Regions from separate parts of the Sus scrofa genome. Here all the other regions are linked to region 1. The links are chromatin contacts, called in public HiChIP or PLAC-seq and promoter capture Hi-C maps. All regions are on one chromosome and are shown on one strand. Each heading gives the region's core, a stretch centred on a gene start, on an enhancer-like site or on the middle of the called end of the contact. The rest is flanking DNA. Distances are from core to core; before and after follow the strand shown.

Region 1 (2,716 bases), core at 139-2,638:
GAATCTTAGAATGACTTTACCATTAAATCAGGGGTATTGACATCCACTAGATCCATCACTTCGAAGTGTTTTTTTGTCTCTTGAGTTGGCTGGCTTGGGCGATCAAGAAAAGCCTTCACCCAGTAGTCTACACACCCATATTTTCCTTTGAAAGATGTTCCCAGAGGCCTTTATAAAGAAAAAGGAAACAACTAACTTAAAAAAATGCTCTCCAAGAACAGTGAGTGATCAAAGGAGGGGAAGATTTTTAGAGACAGATAAGTCCACAGATGCATTTAGCTGATACCTACCCCTGAGGAAGCTCAAAGCCAAACTTGTATTCATATTTGTTTCCAGGTCTCATGATCACCATCTCATTCTCCCCTGAAAAGAGAGATAAGCAAGTAACCATTAGGTTTCCTGTTACACTTAAAATGCATCTGTGCCGATAAGGAATTCTTAGGCATCACGCAAGAGTATTGCAGAACTCGTATTCTCATCCCTTTTGTTCCTAAATGACAGATTCTGATGTATTTTGTTGGGCAAAAAGTTGCAAAGCCCTGTAGTGTTGACAGGCTCAACCAGGACAGTTAAGCTACAATCATCTCAAACAAGAAGCAAGCAAAGAATAAGCAACTTATGCACAGAAATGTTTCAATAGGTAAGGCAACATCCTTCAACATCTCCAGAACACAGCACCACAAGAAATTGTACAAATCACCCTTTTGGGTGGGCAGGGATTGTAAATTAAAAAGAAACAAAAAGATAAGGAATTGACACAAAATTCAAACCACACCACCTGAGCAACTTAGAATATTTAGTGTAGGCTCTATTTATTCGTATCAACTCTCTTCTCAAATCAGCTTTCGCCCTCCAGTCAACAGCTGGGTCACTTACCTGTTGGGTGGTCGTCCAGGAGAAGAGTGTCTTCATAGCGCAGGTAGTCCAAGGTCTGTTTGCACTGCTGGGATCCCTGCATCCACAGGACTTTGGCCACTCCACAAGCCAGGATCCTGACAGCTTTGATTCGAGTGACTTCACACACCTCCACTATCACCCGGCCAGCCACCTTCTCCCCACAGCCGTACACCTTTTCGGGGTCGTTAAAGACCACCTCAAAAGACTTGATCTTCTTGAACATCACCATGTTTGGGCTCGGTTGACTTGAGAGTTAGAAACGGGGCAGGGGGCAGGAGTGAAAAACAAAACCCCGAATCAAAGGGCCCTTTGCAATGAATTAAAATTATTTCACTTTTCAACTCTCTATTAAATGTTCGACAAGATGTTCCCTTGCTGGTTGTGCCAAGGTATTTCAAAAGAAAAATAAGCTCTTTCCTGTCTTTCCTCCAACAGCTGGAGGAGAGCTCCGGATCTCGGCGGGAAAGCTAACAGCGATCTGCCAGAGGAGTGGAAAGGATAGCTTGTGCTGAGAGCTATAAACTGCTCTATATAGTAGCCGGGCAGGCAGAGCCACGCGAGCGCTGGCCCGGAGGCTCGTGCAGCCCTCGTGCACAGCCCGCCCATTGGCTGCCCGCTCCATGTTTACCAGGAGCCCGACCAATCAGCGAAGTCGCAGCGGCGCGTGGACACAGTGTGCTCCTGGCGGGGAAAATGGTTGTTGTGCACTGCTGCGGCCCTGGGAGGAGGGGGCGCAGGGGCCGTGGGCGGCTTCCCGGGAGCCCAAAGGAACGAAGCATTCGCAGACCCTAAAATTTATCCGAGGCCAGTGGCCTTGGGAGGGCGAATGAGGATGCTTCTGGGCTGGAGCGACATTTCGAGGTAAAAGGAAAATGTGCTTATGAGGGAATTTCGTGCCTAGCCATTGCCAGTGCAGTTAATTTAGAGGCGACCGTTTATTCCCGGCTCACAAATCGCAAGTCGTGTGAAAAACAATCCCCGAGCGCCAAGAATACTTTAGGATTGGGGCGGAGGGCAAGGAGTGCTGCTGTTATTATTCAGGACGAGCCCCTTTGTCTTCTTGCCCCGCATCTCTATTAAAAACACCCCCCCCCCAAAAAAAATAAGCTGATGTGAGAAGGAAATGAGAATTTGTCACAAATTTTTACCCTCTTCTCCGCGCACACAGGGAAGCGCGCGTGTGGGACCTACCAGCCTTTTTCCTCCCTTTCCAGCCCCCAGGGCTCAGGGCTTGGTGCTGGGCTGTTCCTCAGCCCCTGCGCCCCCAACTCAGTTCTCTCTGTTCTCTGGACCGGAAACAGTAAGGGCGCGGCCACATCCTGTTGCTAATGCCCTCATCTCTTCAGTCCCTAACCTGCAAAGTTGAGGGACACTTTGTTTCTGTTCTCCCAGTTACCTCATCACTTCTTTAGTAAATTGTGTTCTCTAGGCTCAGGTTACCTCTCCCTCCCTACTTCTCCAGGAAAGGGGGAAAAAAAAGGATGCTTCATTCTGCGCTTTTTTTCTGAATAACTTTAACTCTTTCTTGCCTTCGTTCCCTCTCCAATTTACTAAATCAAAGGTACATCCCTAAATCTGCTGCCCACCCTCCTCACAGCCTTCAAGTTAATTAAAAGCAGTAAAGTTCTCTGGTCTGTAACCAAAGTGTCCTGTTTGAAGGAAGCATTTCCTATCTTTGAAAAGTTTTTTTTTTTTTCTAAGTTGTTCAGAAATTGCTAAGAAAGCAAAGAGAAGACCGAAGGTTCACTGGCACGCTATATGCTAAAGCTGGAAGAGAACCTGACTCCTCATCCTGTGTTGTCATTTGGCTTGCTGACAG
Region 2 (2,716 bases), core at 55-2,554, 130 kb after region 1:
TAAATCCAACTCTTAGAGCTCTGCATCTCATAAATAACAGTCCCACTGCCCTCCCTCTCAAGACTCCTTCCCTCATCAATCCATTCATCCCATCAATATTTACTGAGTGCCTGCTCTATGCCAGAAACAACTCTAGATGATGCAGATAGAACAGTGAACAAAACAAAGTTCCTATCTTTATAGGACTTATTCTGAGAAGGTAGGAGGAGAATCAGACAATGTACTGGTCAGAGAGCAGTTTAAATTATTGTAATGTATTTTTAAAAACAGTGGCTCAGAGGTTCCCATTGTGGCTCAGCTGAAATAAACCTGACTAGTATCCATGAAGACATGGGTTCAATCCCTGGCCTCGATCAGTGGGTTAGGGATGCCGTGAGCTGAGCTGTAGTTAGGTTGCAGATTTGGTTCAGATCCCTTGCTACCTGGGTGTGGCATAGGCTGGCACTTGCAGCTCCATTCAACCCCTAGCCTGAACTTCCATATGCTGAGGGTGTGGCCCTAAAAAGACAAAAACCAACAAACAAAAAACAGTGGCTCAAACTTGATACAATTTCTTAATTTTTCATGTGACAGTCCAGGGCTAGTAGAGCAGTTGGGCCATCTTTATCACATGGCTTCTATTTCTGGGTCAAGAGTGGTTGCCATAGTTTCTGCCATTGCATCTGCACCCCAGCCAGAAGAGAGGGTAAAAGGGCAAGGGCAAAACATATATACTCCTTTTTAGGGCACAAACTAGTATGTTTCATTTCCGTTCATATCTCATTGGCTCAGAACTTTGTCTTATGGCCAAACTCAGATGCAAGAAAAATTGGTCAATTAGTCTTTAATGGAGAAGCCATGCACCCAGTAAGCAGGGAGTTAAAATAAGCAGGGAAGAATAGTTGTTATGCATAGCCATCTCTGATTCAGTAATAAACAAATAAGTACATTAGTATTCTGATGGTACATGGAAGACAATTTAGCAAGGTATGGAAATAAGGAGTACCAATAAATGGTGGGGGAGAGGGAGATGGGCTTTCTATCTTACATAAGTTGGTCAGAAAAGGCCTCACTGATAAGGGGACTAAGGGAATTTTTGACAGAGCCCAAGAACTGACGAAGTCAGTCATGTAAATATCTGGGGGAAGAGCCTTTCCAGGAGAGGAAGTAGCAAATACAAACACCCTGAGATAGGGGGCCTTGGTGTGTTCAAGGTAGAGCTGGGAGCCTAGTGTGATGAAATGGAACAAACAAAAGGGAGAGTAGTCAGTGAGGAGGTGGGTGTGGGCCACTGTAACTGTGGGACCTTTGCTCTGAAACCACATGGTGGTGGTGGTGGGGTTCAGCTCGGCAGGATGGTGTGAGAGTGACATTTACTCTACCTGGTTTGTGGAAAATAGAGTGAGGGGATGAGGGAAGAAACAAAGGGACCAGTCAGAAGGTCATTGCAAATATATGGGAGAGGTGGTGGCAGCTTGGAGCAGGGAGACAGCAAGCAGGTATTGAGTATGGTTGGATACAGGACATATTTTAAGCCAATACTATTTTCTGAAAAATTTTATGTGTGATGACTGAGAAGAGGCTTATACACATACCTTACTATAGTCAACCCCCACTCCCCCAAAGGAAATTAATTTCACAGGGAAAAGAAAATCAAATGTCTCAAGCTAGGGCCGTGGTGAACAAAGCTTCAGCAGGTTTGAGATGCAGTGAGCCAAAATCAATATGACTTAAATTGTGTTTGCAGGTGGGAAGGTAGGACAGCCAGAGCTTTCCAATATAATGACATAAAAAATAGTCTATGTGAAGAAAAATTAAAGAAACATATTAAAGTGAAATGAACATATTACAATCTGGATGAGAAGTACAGAAATAATGACCTTTAGTCACAAAATACAAAGGGAACAATGAAGAATTCCAGCTACCAAAATCAGATGATTAAAAAGTTAAAAGAAGGAGTTCTCTGATGGCCTAGCGGGTTGAGGCTCCTGCGTTCTCACCGCTGTGGCTCTGGTTGCTGCTGTGCGGCGTAGGTTCAATCCCTGGCCCAGGAATTCCCACATACTGCCTGTGTGGCAAAAAAGAAAAAAACAAAAACAAAAACGAGAGAACCTGAAATAAACGTTGCAACTCTCATTTAAAAAAAAAAAAAAAGTTAAAAGGTGTTACAGTGAAAATTGGGTAAAACTAAAACCTAAAAAACTCCCATAGGATATTCGATATATTGGTCACAAATAAAATTCCAGCTGAACTTCAGGACTTGGGAAGGAGGCACCTCTATAAGCCCATCACCTGGCACAGGGCCTGGCACATGTTAGTTCTCCTCACAGAGCTTTTCTAAATCTTCCAGCTGGATACAACCTATCACTGTCCTTAATTCACATAACATTTCCTTCCCCCTCTTTTGGAAATAATACATTTTGTCTTAAATTGTAGTTATCATTATACTGCTGTAATCCCCTCTTCTAGATGTGTTTGTCTTTTTATCCCTTCATTGCTTTGCTCAGCAAATATTTGGTAATATATGAAATGAAAGTACAGTGTGATTTGAGTTTTCAAGTTTGTTGATATGGAGCTTTCAGGTTGGCAAAGAGAAATTTCAAATGCATTAAAGGATAGTGAGAACATTTTAGCTAAGCTGGAAGCCTGGGGAAAATGAATAATTAAAGAAGGTCCCGTTTTTGGCCACATGGTAGAAGCCCTTTGGTTTCAGGATAAGGAATGGAAGTTTAATCCT
Region 3 (2,716 bases), core at 85-2,584, 110 kb before region 1:
TTGACCCCTGGAAGCTCGTGTATGCGCTTGGGGTGGAGGCATGCTGCAAACAAGACAGTGCGGACCGGGAATCTGATAGCATAAAGAGGTTCCTACTTAGAGTGAGGCCCTCTCCCTCGGAGAAAGAAAACCCAGGCTGCTAAAACCCAAAGTGTACCTAAACCCTAACTCTATCTGTGGTCCCCTACCCCCTACCTCAAATACACAGATTGTCACCAGAGACCCCCACACCTTTTTTGTGATTGAAGGTGAATAGAACGGAGGTTTTCTTTCCCCAGAATGTCACCTGCCACTCTCTGAACTGCCTACTCTCCTTCCTCCAAAGTGTTAGACCTTCCAGAGGTCCCATTCTCAACTAAACTAATCACGCGTGGGCAGGTCCCTTGAAAGTACCACATTTAGAGCAGTTTACTCAAACTAGGTACTGGAAAAACTCATAACCTTTTATACTTGGTTGGCTGGGACATCAGTGATAGTTATTTGTGTAATATTTGAATGCTGTTCAGAGATTGTTAGGTGCTGAGAACATAAAACCCTTGCAGGAGTTGTCAGCCAAGCATCAGCAACAAGATGGTTAAACCAATAATTGGCATACAAAAAGAGTGCTCTAATAAATAATATGGATAATCCTCTCATTTAGCTTAAACATTCAGTATAATCCTTCCCTGAGCGACTCCACAGCTCTATGACTGAAGGTGCCAGGCTGCCAGTATCCCCAGGTACCTGCTGAACTGGACAGTGCCTAACTACTTTGTGGATTTTATCCCTAGGAAGGATGTCCACCCTCTCCTGACACTCAGGTTCTTTCCTTGCTGCTCCGTAGTGCAGAATTAAGCTCAGTTATTTGGTTCTAAGTCCCACCTGCTCCCTCTAACACTTGAGTCTCCATCAGGCCTGAGCTCTTTTTTTTGTTGTTGTTGTTCTGTTAAGTTCTCTAAGTCAAAAGTAACTATGGAAGTTCCCTTGTGGTGGAGTGAGTTAAGGATCCAGTATTGCTGCAGCTGTGGTGCAGGTTGCAGCTGTGGTACAGCAACTTACAGCACAGATTTGATCCCTGGCCCAGGAACTTCCACATGCCACAGGTGCAGCCAAAAAAATAATTTTAAAGTTATTATGGACTCGTTTGTTATCTTCTAGAACTTTTAGTGATTTTAGGGGAAGGAAAATAGAGAGGATTTAAGAAACAGATGGGGGAACTCTTTGGGAGTGATGGATATACTCAGTATCTTGATGGTGTGGTTTTTAATGGGTGTGTACATATGTCAAAATGTATCAAACTGTACATGTTACATGCAGTTTATTGTATGCCAGTTATACCCTAATAAAGCTGTAAAAATGTAAAAGAAGAAAACCACACCTTGATTCCTATTGATTTCATAAAGGAGGGATCTCTTTTACAGTTAGAGTCCCCAAAGAAAAGAGGAACTTCCCTTCCAAGGAGAAGCCTCTCAGCAGTAAACCTGAAGAGGCTGTTGGCAGCAAGAGCAGCAGCTCCAAGAAAAAGTTCCAAAATCCAAGGGAGATTAGAATGGACATTTTCCTGATGGGGCATAACCCACAGAGATATTTCCCAACCCACCCCCTATATCCCAATAAAAACAAATGACAAGGGGAAAAAAAATTTAACTGAGGTTATAAGTTTCAGCATCCCTACAAGATAACATATAACTAGGAAGAAGAGCATCTGAATCTGAGCCTGCATGCAAGCTCTCTCTATATCCAGTGCCTGGCACATAGTAGGCCCTTTAAATATCAGCTTATTAAATTAATGTTACCAGAGGAGGGAACCTGCAGATCAGGACCAAGTTTCAGATTGAGGGCATTCAAAAACGTAGTCTGAACCCCATCATGGCTCTGCAAGCCCCACCTTCTCTCACACATACACTCCTACAGCTGAAGCCTAGAGAACAAGGGGAAGTGAAGCAGGAATATAAGTCCCTACTGAAGTCCCACTAAACAGCCCAGAAGGAAAGAGGGGAACATTAAGACTATAGTTACTTCTGGAAAGAACGATTTCTTGGGAAAATTTCAGGGCTTGAGGTTGTAACAGTTTATGGAGCTGAATAGAGGGCCATTGCCTAGGAAGACCAGGGGCTGGAATAGTTTCCACTTCATGTTAACACGAACATCACTGACCATTCCCACAGCTCAGCCGTCCTGGGATCAGCTTCCAGGAGCCCCAGAGGAAGCCAAAGACCTGGCTTCCATTACCAGAGCTGTTTCCTGACTCATACTTGAACTTAGCAAAATGACCCTCCTCCTCTCTGGACCTTTTCAGCAGTCACTTCATTCTTCCCACCGCACACTGCATATATAATAGGGAATATTACAGTCTTTTTTTTTTTTTTTTTTTTTTTTTTTTGCCTTTTAGGGCTGCACTTGCAGCATATGAAGGTTCCCAGGCTAGGGATCCAATCAGAGCTACAGCTGCCGGCCTGCGCCACAGCCACAGCAAGGCAGGATCTGAGCCACGTCTGCAACCTACACCACAGCTCATAGCAACGCCAGATCCTTAACCCACTGAGCGAGGCCAGGGATCAAACCCGCATCCTCATGGATACTAGTCAGGTTCAGGAACTACAGTCCTTTTCTATTCTTTGGTAACTCTAAGAGCAGGAAGGAAGAGAGGTTCTGTTCCCCTCTTTTTTTTCAGCCACACTCACAGCATGCAGAAGTTCCCATGCCAGGCATGGAAACAGGGGCACAGCAGTGACAA
Region 4 (2,716 bases), core at 81-2,580, 93 kb before region 1:
GCATAACCCACAGCAACGTGGAGAAAGGGGACCAGGCTTAATAGCCTAACACACCTCTTAAGTTAGAAAAGGGCAGAGAGGGAGGAGAGACTTCTTGTTTTAAGCATCCCCTTACACACAAACTCACAAAACTGTCCTATTTCCATTACTCTTTAAATTCAGATTCTCAGCAATTCTTGCTTGAAGAGTCACTGCAGGCTAGTGGTCTCCTCGCCTTTCTTTTCCTCTTTTCCTCCCTTCAGCCGGAGAGCACACTGAAATGCATATGAAAGCCTACTGGATAAAGTTCAAAGTTCTTAATGTGGTTTACGAGGATCATCAGGAGCTGCACCCTGCTTTCTCAAGTCTCATCTTTCACAAATAGCCTAATGCTCAGGCTGTTCTACTATGCTTCCCTTCCTGAGGTGATAATCCTCCCTGGCATGCCTTCTCTCACACTTGGTGGCCCCTCAAGCCAAATGTTTTTGTTTTTGTTTTTTCCTGTAAAGTTTTCTCTTAAAATTCTGCAACCCCCACCAAAAAAAGAGGTGTGCCTCTTGTGTGCAACAAGCTTCTAATACTTAGTGCTATGTGGTCTAGCAACCAGGTCTCTGTATTTGCAATTATTTGTTTACATGTTTGCTTCTAGATTGGGCTCTTTGATGGTAGGAGTTACATTTTATACTATTCTCATTGCCTAGCACATATTAAGTGTAATGTCTGATGAGTGAATGAACAAAGGAGCAACAATGAGAAGAAAGCAACACTTGTATGTCTCAGGAGAGCCTGTTGTTTCTACAGTTGCTTCTCAAATTGACTCTGCTTCAAAGGAACAGGTAACGGGCTTATTGAACAGGTAACATGTTGGGGTTAGAGAAAGTCCCATTCTGGAGCTGAGGGATAGAGAGGAGAGGGATCTCAAGTGGAGAAAAATATTAAAGGTGCTCTTTTAATCATGTGGAGAGAGAATTAGATGAACCAGTATTCAAGGAAATCTATCTCTTCTTGAGGGCTGACTGGGGGATTCAGAGGAGAAATCTGTCAAAATAACCATGGCCTCAGTCCCCACTCCAGAAACCATATGTTCTATTAAGGCTGTTCAAACAGTGGCCTATATGAAGTGTACTGAGTGCCACTATGGACTCCTCCTGCCACAAAATAACTCACCAGCTTATCACAGGATGGTTGCCCCTGCCTAACAGGCCAAACAGGCCACCATTCTCAGGGTGAGGTAATAGAGGCAGAGACATGGTCTCTAGAAGGCCAATGCTTAAGTACACATGTTCCTCGAGGGCACTAGAAGAATCCTAGGTGTCTAAAGAAATTCAATAAATTTTCTTCCTTCCTTTCTTTTTCTTTCTTTCTCTTTAGGGCACACCTATGACATGTGGAAGGTCCTGGGAATTGGAGCTGCAGCTGCAGGCCTACACCATAACCACAGCAATGCCGGATCCAAGCTGCAACTGTGACCCATGCAACAGCTTACAGCTTGCAGCAATGCTGGATCCTTAACCCACTAGGCAAGGCCAGGGATCGAACTCACATCCTCACAGACACTATGTCAGGTTCTTAACCTGCTAAGCTACAAGAGGAACTCCTAGGTTTGAGTTCTACCATTAGAACCTTAAGCTAGTTAACTTAATTATCACCTTAGTGGGCATGAGGCTTGTTTCAAAGGCCTCATGAGACACAGGATAAGATTTAGTGGGAGAAGAAAATAACACACAGAAGAAACAAATCTTCAGGGTCTGTAAAGAGCAGGTACGTAAGTCACCAGATCAGAAGCACCATCTGGTGCTTCAATTTACCTTCCCAATCCCCAGAACACAGGGTACATAAAGGTAGATTATAACAAAAGTTTTGTTACAATAGTTACCATTTATTGACTATTCTATGTTCACTTTACCTGAATTATCTCCTTGAGTTTGCACAACCCTAATAAGTTCAAAGTCAAGAAAACCAAGACCTAGAGAAGTTAAATCTGTTCTAGATCAAACAGGTTTTAAGTGATACAGCTTCAATTTAAACTCAAATATGTCTTCATCTTTTTTTTTTTTTTTTTTTTTTTTTTTGGTCTTTTAGGACCATACTTGCAGCATATGGAGGTTCCCAGGCCATGGGTCTAATTGGAGCTGTAGCTACTGGCCTACACCACAGCCACAGCAACACCAGATCCGAGCTGCATCTGCGACCTACACCACAGCTCATGGCAATGCTGGATCCTTAACCCATTGATCGAGGCCAGGGATTGAACCCTCATCTTCATAGAGGCTAGTCAGGTTCGCTAACTGCTGAGCCACGATGAGAACTCCTGTCGTCATTCTTAACCACTGCTCTACACAGCTTCTTACTGTTATCTCAGCCTCAGTGTAGTTATGACTTGCCCAAAGTCACACAGCTCATAAATGGCAGACCTGGGATTTCGATCTTGGCCTATATGCTTACCATACCTACACATTTTACACTCTATGCTCACTTAAGGAGGCTAAAGCACATCTCCAGTGGAAGAGTCACAGAAAACATGTCAAATACTTCATAGCTTTGCCTTCCAGGAACTCAACTGCATAAGGTTTCAGGTGAACCAAGACTCCATCTCTTGCTGTTTGTGACCAGTCTATATCCCAGGGAACTCAAATAGAGCCAGGAGTCATTTGATACTGAATTGTATTTGTTCTGGCCATCTAATATACTGTCCACCCTGCTAGGAAACAGACGACGCCATATGCAAAAGTCCAGA
Region 5 (2,716 bases), core at 141-2,640, 67 kb before region 1:
GCGGGTTTGGTCCCTGCCCTTGCTCAGTGGGTTGACGATCTGGCGTTGCCATGAGCTGTGGTGTAGGTTGCAGACGCAGCTCGGCTCCCGCGTTGCTGTGGCTCTGGCGTAGGCTGGCAGCTACAGCTCCGATTGGACCCCCAGCCTGGGAGCAGCCCAAGAAATGGCAAAAAGGCAAAAAAAAAAAAAAAAGAAAAAAAAGAAATAAAATAATGAAAGGACAGGAACAGCTTTTTTTGTTTCTTTTTCTATTTTTAAGCTGCCCAGGAGGATGGAGAGGTCCCTGGGCCAGGGACTGAACCTGCACCACTGAAATGACAAAGCAGAACCCTTAACCACCACGCCACCAGGGAACTCCAAGAGGCATGGTTACTTACGCTTTCTTCCTAGGCTCAGATGACCCTCCAGCTGTCGAATCTGTTTCTGTAACTCAGGACTGGCCCCATGTTTCTGTAGGGCATGGCCAAGAAGGGAGCAAGCATATTGGGCGGCCCTGGAGGAGAGAGTGAGCGGTAATGTAAGGTGGAGACCTCCCTAATCTCCCCCTCAAAAACGTCCTCCTAAAGGCAAGTCTGGATTCCCCCTTTTTCCAATTTGAGACTACTCCCTTTCCTCCTCAAGCTCTATCTCCAGGCAGGGGAAAAGAAAGGCATAAGGATAAAAAGGAGCCTCGAAGAGTTTGGGTAGCACTACTTAGAATTGAGAAAATAAGAGATTTGACTACATGAGGCCCGAAGAGGACAAGGTGGCAAGGCGTCCATCACAAGCACTTCTAGTGTGAACATGTGTGTGTCCACGTGAGGGAGTGGGGGATAGCTGGAGGGGAAATTCTTCAGAAAGGTGAACTGAGAGATTTCCAAGGCTCTTGAGGGGAATCGAGACTAGAAGGCAGGACGGAGGCAGAAGAGTTCGCGGGTCAGTAGGATGAGGGGACACGGAAACTTCGGAGCGACTGGTCAGCTCTGGGGACAGAGTTCAGGTCGCTATCAACCACGGGGCGGATGCTCCTCACGCCACCACCACCCGGCGAGGGAAGTATTAGTCTCATGTGAACGCGCATCCCTGAGCGACCTCCCCGCTGGCCCACTCGTGCCTCAGTTTTCCCATCTTTCCCGTGAGCAAAAACGAATCACGGCCTCACGGCTGGTTCAAATCAACCCCTCGCGGTCCGTCCGGGCCCCCGTAGCCCAAGATGACCCTTTTTGACCCCCGTAGTGTGAACTGTCCTCGCTTCACGAGGACCTTCCTCTGCCCGCCCTCCCCCATTCCTGTTCGGGCCGCACCTACACAGCCGCTCCCGGGCCTGGCTCTGAGCGCTGAAGCGGACCCAGGCGTCCATGACAGCGGCGGCCCCGGCTCCGCAGCCCCACCCCCGCCCACTTCCCGCCCCTAGTCACGCCTACCGGACGGCCCAACGGTGTCGCGCAAGGGACAAACATCGTCAAAAAGAAATTTGAACGGAGCCAGCCACAGAAGCGGAGTTTCGGAACTAGAAGCACTTGTCTCTGGGCCTACACCTGCGTGTTTTTGTGGGTGCCTCCGTTAGCTCGCCTTCTTATCAGCTGATCTCTATTTCCTAAGTACGCCTCCAGAGGCACATTCTTCTTTAAACATTCGAGGCCAAGGGCGGGGCTTGCAGGATGGGGGGCGGAGCGAGAAGGTGCCGCAGTGCTCTTGCCGCGGCCGCTAGGATAAGGTTTCCCCTAATTTAGGATGCCCTAGGGGCTTGAGAAGTCTGTGGAAGTAAAAGCCAGCACCAGATCCCTGTTCCCTGCAGGATTCTAACACTTGGACCGATGACCTCCAGAATACATACGGAGAATCTCCAGATTCAGAGGCTTTAGTGGACTAAGTTCGCGAAATAACCAACTCCAGATCCTGAAAAGGAAAGAAGAATGAGTGGATTCAGCTAACCTCTTCAAACCCACACTTCATCCCCCCATCCCTTTCCCTTCCATGTCACCATGTCTGCAGGCAATGGCACCCCTTTGGGGTCAGCAGTGGGGGAAGAGGTCTGGGCGGGATCAGGAGTAGAGGTGGAGAGCTCAGAGCTACCCACCTTCTCAGTTGCAGCTAAGGTCCGGGTTGGAGTGACCGTTGTGCTATTTGTTTCTTCGGCTGGAGGAAACCTGGCCGTACTGTGGTCGGTGACACGGCCGCAACCCAGCCAGCTCCGCCCCTCTCCGGTACGACGACTTTTTGCTCATTTAGCAGCTGCCGATTTACTGGTTACTTTTGTGGTTATGCCCCTAGATGCCTCCTGGAATATCACTGTTCAGTGGCTGGCCGGGGACATCGCATGTCGAACACTCATGTTCCTGAAACTAATGGCCATGTATGCCGCAGCTTTCCTGCCTGTGGTCATTGGGCTCGACCGCCAGGCAGCCGTACTACACCCGCTTGGACCCCGCTCAGCTGGAAGGAAACTTCTGGGGGCAGCCTGGCTACTCAGTTTCCTTCTTGCCTTGCCTCAGGTGAGTAACTTGTCGGGACTCAGGGCTACACCGGACAAGAATTTGGGTGCACCACATGAGCCTTCAGATTCAAGGAGCGTGCTTGGCCGTGGTCACCATTAATCCTCAACGGAGAGACTCTGCTATCTCTTCCGCAAGTTAAGATCATTAATTTGTATTTTCTGCTACAAGCCTTTATTTTTACTACAGTTGGCTTCCATTTTTTTGTATCCTCCTAATCCCACCTTCTCCGCTTTCTTTGG

Evidence for each region. Promoter capture Hi-C pulls out the DNA fragments that hold promoters and counts their contacts. HiChIP or PLAC-seq counts read pairs in DNA pulled down with a chosen protein or histone mark.
Region 2: a contact with region 1 is called in an H3K27ac HiChIP or PLAC-seq map of alveolar macrophages. The contact joins the promoter of LOC100155404 here to the promoter of TXNIP in region 1. A contact is called at or near these places in 2 of 5 promoter capture datasets (fetal liver and liver), 3 of 47 Hi-C or Micro-C datasets (embryonic fibroblasts, heart right ventricle and liver) and 2 of 2 datasets of contacts at active chromatin or transcription factors (alveolar macrophages and skeletal muscle).
Region 3: a contact with region 1 is called in an H3K27ac HiChIP or PLAC-seq map of alveolar macrophages. The contact joins the promoter of PIAS3 here to the promoter of TXNIP in region 1. A contact is called at or near these places in 1 of 5 promoter capture datasets (liver), 12 of 47 Hi-C or Micro-C datasets (alveolar macrophages, blood, embryonic fibroblasts and 7 more) and 2 of 2 datasets of contacts at active chromatin or transcription factors (alveolar macrophages and skeletal muscle).
Region 4: an H3K27ac HiChIP or PLAC-seq map of skeletal muscle shows a contact between it and region 1. The contact joins the promoter of ANKRD35 here to the promoter of TXNIP in region 1. A contact is called at or near these places in 2 of 5 promoter capture datasets (fetal liver and fetal skeletal muscle), 17 of 47 Hi-C or Micro-C datasets (blood, embryonic fibroblasts, fetal heart ventricle and 8 more) and 2 of 2 datasets of contacts at active chromatin or transcription factors (alveolar macrophages and skeletal muscle).
Region 5: a promoter capture Hi-C map of fetal liver shows a contact between it and region 1, with 2.8 times the contacts expected there. The contact joins the promoter of PEX11B here to the promoter of TXNIP in region 1. A contact is called at or near these places in 2 of 5 promoter capture datasets (fetal liver and liver), 9 of 47 Hi-C or Micro-C datasets (alveolar macrophages, embryonic fibroblasts, epiblast stem cells and 4 more) and 2 of 2 datasets of contacts at active chromatin or transcription factors (alveolar macrophages and skeletal muscle).

What each region holds. Positions count from the first base shown.
Region 1 is chr4:99,347,261-99,349,976 of Sscrofa11.1, reverse strand. TXNIP (thioredoxin interacting protein) reads right to left here and starts at 1,388. Exons shown (of 8, transcript NM_001044614.2): 1 at 877-1,388; 2 at 291-363; 3 at 21-168. The coding sequence starts at 1,126. LOC106510173 (a long non-coding RNA gene) reads left to right here and starts at 1,620. Exons shown (of 4, transcript XR_002343449.1): 1 at 1,620-1,758; 2 at 2,599-2,716.
Region 2 is chr4:99,219,996-99,222,711 of Sscrofa11.1, reverse strand. LOC100155404 reads right to left here and starts at 1,304. Exons shown (of 5, transcript XM_021090822.1): 1 at 1,028-1,304. The coding sequence starts at 1,304.
Region 3 is chr4:99,462,036-99,464,751 of Sscrofa11.1, reverse strand. PIAS3 (E3 SUMO-protein ligase PIAS3) reads right to left here and starts at 1,334. Exons shown (of 14, transcript XM_005663531.3): 1 at 1-1,334.
Region 4 is chr4:99,439,878-99,442,593 of Sscrofa11.1, reverse strand. ANKRD35 (ankyrin repeat domain-containing protein 35) reads right to left here and starts at 1,330. Exons shown (of 15, transcript XM_021089942.1): 1 at 1-1,330. It overlaps ITGA10 (integrin alpha-10), which reads right to left. Exons shown (of 30, transcript XM_021089939.1): 30 at 1,838-2,716.
Region 5 is chr4:99,414,077-99,416,792 of Sscrofa11.1, reverse strand. It overlaps PEX11B (peroxisomal membrane protein 11B), which reads right to left and starts at 1,390. Exons shown (of 4, transcript XM_001927969.4): 1 at 1,284-1,390; 2 at 378-493. The coding sequence starts at 1,339. GNRHR2 (gonadotropin-releasing hormone (type 2) receptor 2) reads left to right here and starts at 1,945. Exons shown (of 3, transcript NM_001001639.2): 1 at 1,945-2,474. The coding sequence starts at 1,965.